Linked DNA regions of Mus musculus: region 2 is linked to region 1. Evidence: chromatin contacts called from public HiChIP or PLAC-seq data. All regions are on one chromosome and are shown on one strand. Each heading gives the region's core, a stretch centred on a gene start, on an enhancer-like site or on the middle of the called end of the contact. The rest is flanking DNA. Distances are from core to core; before and after follow the strand shown. Region 1 holds the start of Scube1 (signal peptide, CUB domain, EGF-like 1). Region 2 holds the start of Efcab6 (EF-hand calcium binding domain 6).

What was found. HiChIP or PLAC-seq counts read pairs in DNA pulled down with a chosen protein or histone mark.
Region 2: an H3K4me3 HiChIP or PLAC-seq map of embryonic forebrain shows a contact between it and region 1, with 5 times the contacts expected there. The contact joins the promoter of Efcab6 here to the promoter of Scube1 in region 1. A contact is called at or near these places in 14 of 39 promoter capture datasets (the 3T3-L1 cell line, 3T3-L1-derived adipocytes, cranial neural crest and 8 more), 11 of 115 datasets of contacts at active chromatin or transcription factors (astrocytes, embryonic basal ganglia, embryonic forebrain and 6 more) and 1 of 9 other capture datasets (embryonic stem cells).

Annotation. Positions count from the first base shown.
Region 1 is chr15:83,722,621-83,727,162 of GRCm38.p6, forward strand. It overlaps Scube1 (signal peptide, CUB domain, EGF-like 1), which reads right to left and starts at 2,419. Exons shown (of 22, transcript NM_022723.3): 1 at 2,199-2,419. The coding sequence starts at 2,286.
Region 2 is chr15:84,062,929-84,067,470 of GRCm38.p6, forward strand. Efcab6 (EF-hand calcium binding domain 6) reads right to left here and starts at 2,421. Exons shown (of 32, transcript NM_029946.4): 1 at 2,334-2,421.

The sequences.
Region 1 (4,542 bases), core at 1,169-3,668:
ACCCTCCCTCCTGTCACTAGCACATAAATCCAGAAAGCTGCTCTCTCTCTCTCTCTCTCTCTCTCTCTCTCTCTCTCTCTCTCTCTCTCTCTCTCTCTCTGTCCCTTTCCACCCCTTCACTTGCTTGTTTACTGGCTTAGGCTCCATCCTAGAATGAGCTCGTCTGGGCATCCCCCTCCTTCCCGCTGGCTGGGAGCACCACACAGATGGACAGGCGGAAGGACTCAGGTGAGCAGACAAGGGACTTTCAGCAGCTGCCCTGAGGACAGTCCCCCTGGGAAGCTCCAAATGTCCCCATCTCTTTATCCATCTGGCCTCACTCAATAATGTCCACTTTGAATTTTTTTTATCTTCTGGCTGGACCCTGGGCTCTAGCTCTGTGCTCCACCCCTCTTCTTTACTCCAGACTCCCTGATACCGGCTCACCAGAGGGGAGAGAGGCATTGGAAAGAAGCACATGAGAGTCTTCCCTGCACATGAAAACACATGCAAAAGGCAGATACACACATGTACACACATGTAGCATCCCTCCTGAGGCTAGCAACCTCTGCTCAAGTGTGTGGTCCACCTCTGCAGTTGCTCAGAGGCAGGAGGCAAGAACCAAGCAGTATAGTAAACCAGAGAGCACAAGCCAAGGCCAGTAGGGAGGCCAGAGGGAGGGGCTCTCTGGAGAGCTGGTCACTGAGGGACCCACTACTTCAAGGGTAGGATGCCAGAGATGGCCAGACCATATGGGACACCTCTAAGAGCGGCTCATCTTTCCACTTCCTAATGGTCAGGGAATGAGAGTGAGGGTCAGGAAGTTTCCTGGGGTTCTGGGGTCCCTTCTATCTCGCACCTACATAGGATGGAACACAGAACTTGGGAAGGGGTGGCTGGGGCTGTCTGCCTTTCAAACTATAAACTTGGCCTGGAAGCAAGGTAGCCTGGCTGAGCCAGACTGCAGATCCCTGTGCAACCCTCAGATATAGGCTGCTCACTTCAACTCTGGTTTTCTTATTCAGCTGTTAGGGCTCCAGAGTCACCAGACTTCCACAGAGGGTAAGGAAAGGCAGAAGAGGATAGACACTAGGAGGGACAGAGAGGAAGGGAGAGGTACACAGGATAGTCCCACAAAAGTGAGGACCCCCAACACCTGGGAGAAATGCCCACGGACTGTCTAGTATCCTCAACAGGACCCAGCTTCTGGAATGGGCGCATGGAAGAAAACTCAGCGCCAATGGAGTAGCATGGACTAGCATAAACTCCCTAGCACTGGATCTCTGTGGGACTCTCCGGAGAGCAAGACAGGCAGGAACCTCCTCGCCCTCTCCAAGGAGAACAAGGAAGAATGTGAAAAGAGAGACTCGGTGTGCAGCTTTGCCCGGAAGCCCCTTCCGGGAAACTCAGATCACGGAGGGACACCCCCACCTAGCAGTTCCTTCTGCCTGGACCAAAGGCTGTGCCTGTGCCTCCGGCCCCCTCTCTCTGATGTCTGTTCTGTTATTCGTGTTCTCATCCACCTCCTTCCCTACGTCTGTCCGTCTTTTCTCCCCCTCCTGTCTGACAGTCCATCTGTCCATCTCTTCCCAGACATCTCCATCCTTCCTCTCTCACTCGGCCCCCTCCCTCGGCGACGCCCCTCCGAGTCCTCCCGTCTCTCTGTCTGGTGTCCATCTGTCTCCTCCTCTCTGTCCTTTGATCTGCCTTTCTCCATTCCGCTGTCCACTGCCTCCTCGCTCCCCTCCCTTGCCTCCTCTCCCCTCTTCCCTCCCGCGGCTGTCTTTCTGAGGGCTTCTTCCTGGGCCCTTTTGTCTGTTCCCACTACGCCTCGGCTCCTGTCCGTCTGTCCCTCTATCTTCCCACCTTCCCTCCAGTCTCAGCGCGTCCTTTCTGACCACCTCCGGGTATCTCCTACGCGGCAGCTGCCCAGTCCTTGGCCCCGGGGGAGCGCCGCTCTCGGTTCGGGGGTCCCCGCCCGTCTCCGTACGCATGCCGGGCCCCGCAGGCGGCCGTCGCGCTTCCTTTCTTCCTCTGGCCTCCCGCTTCCCCTCCCGGGGCCTCAGTCCACCCCGCCCCCGCCGGCCCCGGGCGCCCCGGGCGATCGCAGAAGTTACTTTGCAAGGAGGCAGGATCCGGCGCTGGGCGGCCTCCGACGGCGCGGGGTGGCAGCCTGTAGGACCCCGCGCGCCCTCATCCCCCTGGGTCCTCGCGCTTACCTGGCAGCCCGCTGCCCCCCACCAGCCGCCCGCGCGCTCCCAGAGCGAGCAGTAGGTACAAGTGCCAGCGCACGGCCGCCGCGCCCATGCTCGCTGCGGGCCGCGCCGGGTGCTGGCGTGCGGGGCACGGGACGCTCGGAGCGACCGCTCCGCGAGCGCTCCTGTCTGCAGCGAGCTCCGCTACCGCTCCGGCTCCCAGCCACATAGCCGGCGCGCAGGACAAGCTGACAGCCGCGCGCTCATTGGCCCGCGGCCGTGGGGGGCGGAGCTCCGCGGGAGGCCGTCCAGTGGGCGTCGGGTGGCGTGGCCTGCGGGCGTCTGGGCCCGCCTCCTCTCCCGGGGCCGGCGGCAGGTGGGGGGTGGGAGCCGAGAGAGCTGGGGTCGCGGTACAGGGTGTCACCCGGGGCCTGGACTGGGCCGCAGGCTGCTCTTCCCCAGTCCCTCTTTGTGTGCTGATCCCCGAGGTCCAGGGTGTCTGTTTCCCTTCAGATATGCACACACTCTGTTGGGGGAGTAGAGGTGAAGAAAGGCCCAGAGGCACCCAGGGATGGTGAAGAAGATGCTAAGAGCACGCAGCCAATACATAGGAATTTATTGAGCCGCTACTGGATGCCAAGTGCCGCTGGGGACAGCCACACACTAGTCAGCAGTGAAAGCTCTGGACGATAGCTTCAGAATTTGCGTACAAAATCAAAGGAACTTTTCAGTACTGCCCCGAAGGACAATGGTTATAGGAGTGTTTGTCTTGGACAGGCGCGTGTCGCGCCTAGAACCGTTCTCCCAGTGAATGGACGCGCGACCAGGCCGGATTGAGTGACCTCTCTCTACCCAGGCTCTTGTTGCTCTGCGAAGCCCAGATCCTCGGGTGACAGGCCCAGCGAGGCGGGAGAACCGTGGCGTCGCGGTCTCCCTAGCCCAGATCCTCCCCCAGCTCGGGGTCTACACCTGACCCCTCGGCCTTGAGGCCTGGCGGGCACTCAATGGCCTCTCTCAGCTCCGGAGGGAGGCAGGACACTGAAGAAGTTCAGCAAACCCCAAGGCCCATCTCCTTGACAACCACCAATAAGAGCTCCTGTTTTCTCCTGCTCTCCAGATTCAAAGACTAGAGTTTTAGCTTTTTGTCCACTCTGCCTGTGCAGTGTTGCGCCCAGCGGTTCCCATCCACGCTGGCTCTTTCTTCCTCCCTGCCCCCAGCACACACTTTTGCAGCCACCTCCAAGGCCCCAGAAGGTTAAAGTCATGTGTCTCGGCTCCTGCTGCTAGCCAGACTTCCCGTGGGCTTAGGGCAATGGTTTGGAGACTAAGGCAAGGGATCCATTTCCACGTTATGCAGATGGAATCAAGGAGGAAAACGTGGAACTCTGGCCTCTACTGTGTCCCCATAGGCTCCTACCCTGGCCACTGCATGCATTTTCTTTCCCTGGTTGCTCCTGGCCATGTAGTTTAATTTGGGGGACCTTGTTACCACGCCTTATTTTGTCTTCTCTCAGCTGTAGGGCTTTGAGATTTTTTTCTTCGCCTGTGCAACCAATCGATTTGTGAGATGTGTTGTGTGTGTGTGGGGGGGGGGGAGTGAGGGAGTTTGGGAGAGGAACTCTGACTTCTTAGCACAATGTTTTTCATGTCTCTTCCTCAGGGGCTCTCATCCCCACTCATATTCAGGGGGGATGGAGGCTTGGGATTCCCGTGAGTCCCCGGGGACTCTTTTGCTAATATGGAAATTTTATCTGCAGTAACCTTTATCTTCAGTGACTTGAAGGTCAGGTTTGCTGATGAACTAACACTCTTTAAGCGTGCAAAAGAAACGAGGGTCTCATCTAGGAGACCATGGCTCATGTGGCAGAACCAAAGGGCTGTGCAGGGTGGGGGGGAAGGAGGGCTGGGGGAGGGGAGCTGAGTCTCTAAGTTCCTGACCAAGGAGAAGGTTTATCTCCTTGGAAGAAGGAGGGGGTGGAGAAAGATGCTTTATTTCCTAGAGCAGAAGGCTCTAGATTGTTCTGGGGTGGGTTGGTTACATGGGATCATCACTCTAATGTCAGGACTAAGGATGTCTTGGCACCTTTGCATATTGAGCTGAGAAAGTGGAAGCCACTGGTTTGGGGAACAGACTGGGCTACCTCACATCCGAGCCACCTGTGTGCATTCTGCATGTCAATCGGCACCCACACCCTCCTCTGAGGTCCTCTCTAGACCAACCACAGGCACGGTAGCCTGGCACACAGCTTGCCTTTTGCACCCTGAACCCAATGTCACGTTGCCACCCGGACAGCCTTTGTTTCCTCCTGTCTGTACCCCAGTCCCTGCCCCATAAGCTTGGTGCAAGACCCCCTTCAGGCTCAGAAAA
Region 2 (4,542 bases), core at 1,171-3,670, 340 kb after region 1:
CTCCCAGTTACATCATCTACCGTCTATGGCTTACCTGTCAGTCCTGGCAGGGGGAGGAGCCATCAGGAAGTCACCCTGTGACTCTAAGCATCTATGACAGTGGTTCTCAACCTTCCTAATGCTGTGACCCTTTAATATAGTCCCTCATGTCGTGGTGACCCCAAACCAAAAAAACTATTTCATTGCTACTTCATAATTATAATTTTGCTACTGTTATGAGTCATAAGGTAAATATCTTAGGGTTTCTATTGCTGCCATGAAACACCATAACCAAAAAGCATGCTGGGGAGGAAAGGGTTTATTTGGCTTATACTTTCACCACAGAAGGAAGTCAGGACAGGAACTCAAGCAGGGCAGGGACCTGGAGGCAGGAGTTTATGTAAAAGTCATGGAGGAGTGCTGCTGTGATGGTTTATATTCTTGCACCAGGGAGTGGCACCATTTGGAGGTGTGGCCTTGTTGGAATAGGTGTGACCTGGTTGGAGTAGGTGTGTCACTGTGGGTGTGGGCTTAATACTCTCACCCTAGGTGCCTGGAAGTCAGTCTTCTACTAGCAGCCTTTGGAAGAAGATGTAGAAATCTTAGCTCTGCCTGTGCCATGACAGCCTGGATGATGCCATGCTCTCACCTTGATGATAATGGACTGAACCTCTGAACCTGTAAGCCAGCCCCAATTAAATGTTGTTTTCTAAATAAGACTTGCTTTGGTCATGGTGTCTGTTCACAGCAGTTAAACCCTAACTAAGACAGCTGCTTACTGGCTTGCTTCTCCTGGCTTGTTCAGATTGCTTCCTTATAGAACCCAGGACCACCAGCCCAGAGATGGCCCCACCCACTCTGGGCTGAGCCTTCCTGCCTCTGATCGAAAATTAAGAAAATGCCCTACAGCTAGCTGTCATGGGGGCCTTTCCTCAACTGAAGCACCTTCCTCTCTTGACGATTCTAACTTGTGTCAAGTTGACCCACAACCAGCCTGGATAATATCTATATGCAGAGTATCTGATATGCAACCCCCGGGTTGAGAACCCTTGCTCTATGAGCTTGCTACAGACCAATGAGGTAGCTTTATTAGAGTAATTACTTCATTAGCATCAAGTGGCTGAACAGGTCTGCAGAACTGGTTCTATTTGGGGGTGCTGATTAGCTGTCAGGGTCACAGCATAGGTGCTCAACTTCTGTATGGCTGGAAATGGGTGGGGGACACAGAATACAAAGTAGAAGTGCAAATAAAATTAGCATGCAAGATAACAAATATAAGGTAAGCTTTGTGGGTTTCTTCATTTTGAGACAGGGTTTCAGGTAGCTCAGGCTATAACTTGAGATCCTCCTGCCTCGGTCTCTCAAATTCTGGGATTGCATGTGTACACCACCATGTCCAGCTTCAGTAAGCATTTCTTCTAAATTAAAAAAAAAATTCCTACCTTAAACCAAGCACGAAAATGAACGTAAATAAAGCCAACACACAGATGACTCCAGTGAATTCTTTTTCCTCCCATTCATAGGCTGGACAGAAAACACCCATTCACATACACCCAAGGAGCCAACGGCAGGTTCGTTTTCCACTCCCTGGAGCTTAGGCAAAGAAATGTTTATTGAACTGAAGGCAACGGATTAAAGACCAAAATGAAGTGTGGTTTGTAAAGATAGGATTTATTTACCGTATTTCTCTAAGTTCACTATTCAAGGATAGATACAATTTAAGAGAAATAGGTGTTTTCCCCAGGGTGATATAGAAGCCCTTTGGAAGAGGCAGACTTGTGGAAAGTAAATATTTTCAGGAGGAGGAAGGTCATTTCTGTGAGGTTAAGGCCAGCCTGGTCTACACAGCAAGTTTTAGGCTACCCAGGGCTACATAGTGAGACCTTCTAAAAATAAATAAAACAAAACTTTTTTTTTTTTTTTAGGAGGGAAAGAAAAGGGAGTGGAAGGGTGAACTGGGGGGCCAGCCTTCAGCCTGAAAGCTTAGAACATTTCACGAAGTGCTTTCTTTCATATGGAATGTGGGCAATGGGGTTAACTGATATAGAACATGGCTGTGGAAGGCAGCGTTTGCCTGGAAGCAGAGTGAGGCGGTTCTGCCTTTGCTACTTGCTACTTGTGTGGTTAACAGGTCTTTCACCCAAGTCCTCCTCAGGACTAAGCAGAGAACGTTGTGTTCAGGATCTAGGTGGGGCGCAAATGAGCAGGGTAAGGAACGCTGCAAGCCAGGAGAAATCGGAGACCGAACCTCCCGCGGGGCCCGCCGCCCGCGCGCTCCCCCGCGCCCCTCGTTTCGCTCCTCACAGCCCCGCACTGCCCTGGTCCTCCGGGCCCCGCGCGCTCCCCCTCCTTACCCGGCTTGGTGGTCACCAACTCAGCCGCCAACTCTCCTGCTGCAGACCTGGCCGCTGGGTCCCAGAAGCAGGCATGAGCCAAGTCTTCAGGACGCTGTTGCCCCAGCAACCAGGGTACGTCCCAGGTGGATGGTAAATCCCCGCCCCCGACAAGTAGAGGAGTTGCGATTGGCCAAGGAGGCGGAGCCAGACAAGATTCGGGCCTAGGAAGGACTTCCTCCGGAAATGCTGTCCCTGGGAGAGGTGTGGGGTGTATCCCTCTTTTCTGTTTTTATTGTTATTATGTTGGATTTCTTTGTGATTGAAGCCGTGTCCCATGGACCTGCCCCACCTCTGAGAAGCAGAGTTATTTATCTTTACATTCTTATAGCAAAATATTCTTGTGTTCTTTTTCTTGTATAATTGCTATATTCATCAGAATTATATAAGCCTATTTACATATGCATATATAATCTGTGTGCGAATATGCACTTACTCAAATACATTATCGTCTCAAAAATAGTTATGTTGCAATTAAAAATAAGAAAGTAATGTTTAATTTTGCCCTCAAAAGATTACATTTATGTGTTTGAGTATGTGTCTGCCTGTGTGTTATGTGTACCGTGTGCATGCAATGCCCACAGAGGCCAGGTGAGGGCGCTAGAGTTACAGGTGGTTGTGGGCTGCCATGTGGGTGCTGGGAATCAAGCTGGGTCCTCTGCAGGAGCAGCAAGTGCTCTGAAGCACTGAACCATCTCTCTAGCCCTTGTGGATAATGAATCCAGCTTCCCCATGCCATACTTTCTGAGTGCTAGCTGGATGTCTGGTGAGCAAGATTAACTTAGAATTAGCATGTCTGGCAGAGGCCTATTTGTCTACTGTAGGGCATGACTCTACAAACACAAGACCTGCTTGCTTTGCCTACCACTATCTTTGGACTCCACCTTGTGCCAGTACATGGCATGGTATACAACCATAAGGCCCTCACAAATAAATTAGTACCAAGAGTACCCTAGACCTAGTCATCACGAGGGATGACAGTACTGATGTCATCAGTAATGGTCCTTCTCCCTGGCTCTGTGGAGTTCCCTTCTTAAGACACTGTCAGAGTTTGTATTCCTACACAAAACATCATGTCCAAGATGGGGAAGAGAGAGAGTTTATTCAGCTTACACTTCCACATTGCTGTTCATCACCAAAGGAAGTCAGATCAAGAACTCACACTGGGCAGGAACTTGGAGGCAGGAGCTGATGCAGAGGCCATGGAGGAATGCTGCTTACAGACTTGCCTCCCCTGGCCTGCTCAGCTTGCTTTCTTACAGAACCCAGGGATGGCACCACCCACAATGGGCCCTCCTCCCACCCTTGATCAATAATTGAGAAAATGCCTTACAGCTGGATTTCCTCGAGGGAGGCTCCTTTCTCTGTGATAACTCCAGCTTGTGTCAAGTTGGCACACAAAACCAGCCAGTACAGACAGACACCCGTGTAAGTACTTTATGTCTAGTTCAGTCTGCTCCACAGGACGCTGATGAGATAGGTCCAGTGGAAACACACACACACGATATTTTGTCCAAGGATTCACAGCTGATCAAGTCAGGTCCAGAACGAGAATCCACAGACCTGAGTCCACAGGCCCCACTTACAGACTTCCTGACTTCTTATTTGGAGAGGAAGTCACAGCCTCATGGGTAAGATACCCAGCACATATCTTTGCCAGCAGGTGAATTAATGAGTACTGTGCCCTATGCTGCACAACTGGACCCTAAGTAGCCCCTGCCCCTGGCCTATTTAAGGAGAAAGCAATCTCTCCTGCCCACTACCAGGCTGACACATTTATCCCTCTAATTGAATGACCAGGCCTCCCGTCATTAGGAAATAGCATCCATACACCCCTGACAAACATGCCATATGTTCATAATTTCTTTGACACCTTCTCTTGTCCCAAAAGAGAACTGCTTTTCAGAGAGTCCAACGCCTGTACTGGTTGTCCTGGGTCCCTTCACAGAGGGCTATGTGTTAGCCTTTTCAGAAACCTTTGCTTGTGTTTGTAGCCTTTTCAGAAGACATTCAGTCAAAACTATTTCCTCGTGGAGCTAAGACATTACTGGATTTTTTTTTTTCAATTCTTCTCACCTAAAAGAAGCTCTGCTGGAGATAAGATCAAAGAAGATAAGAGAATCCAGCTGCCTGCTAATAAACAGATTTGCAAAAGCCTTCTTATGTTGTT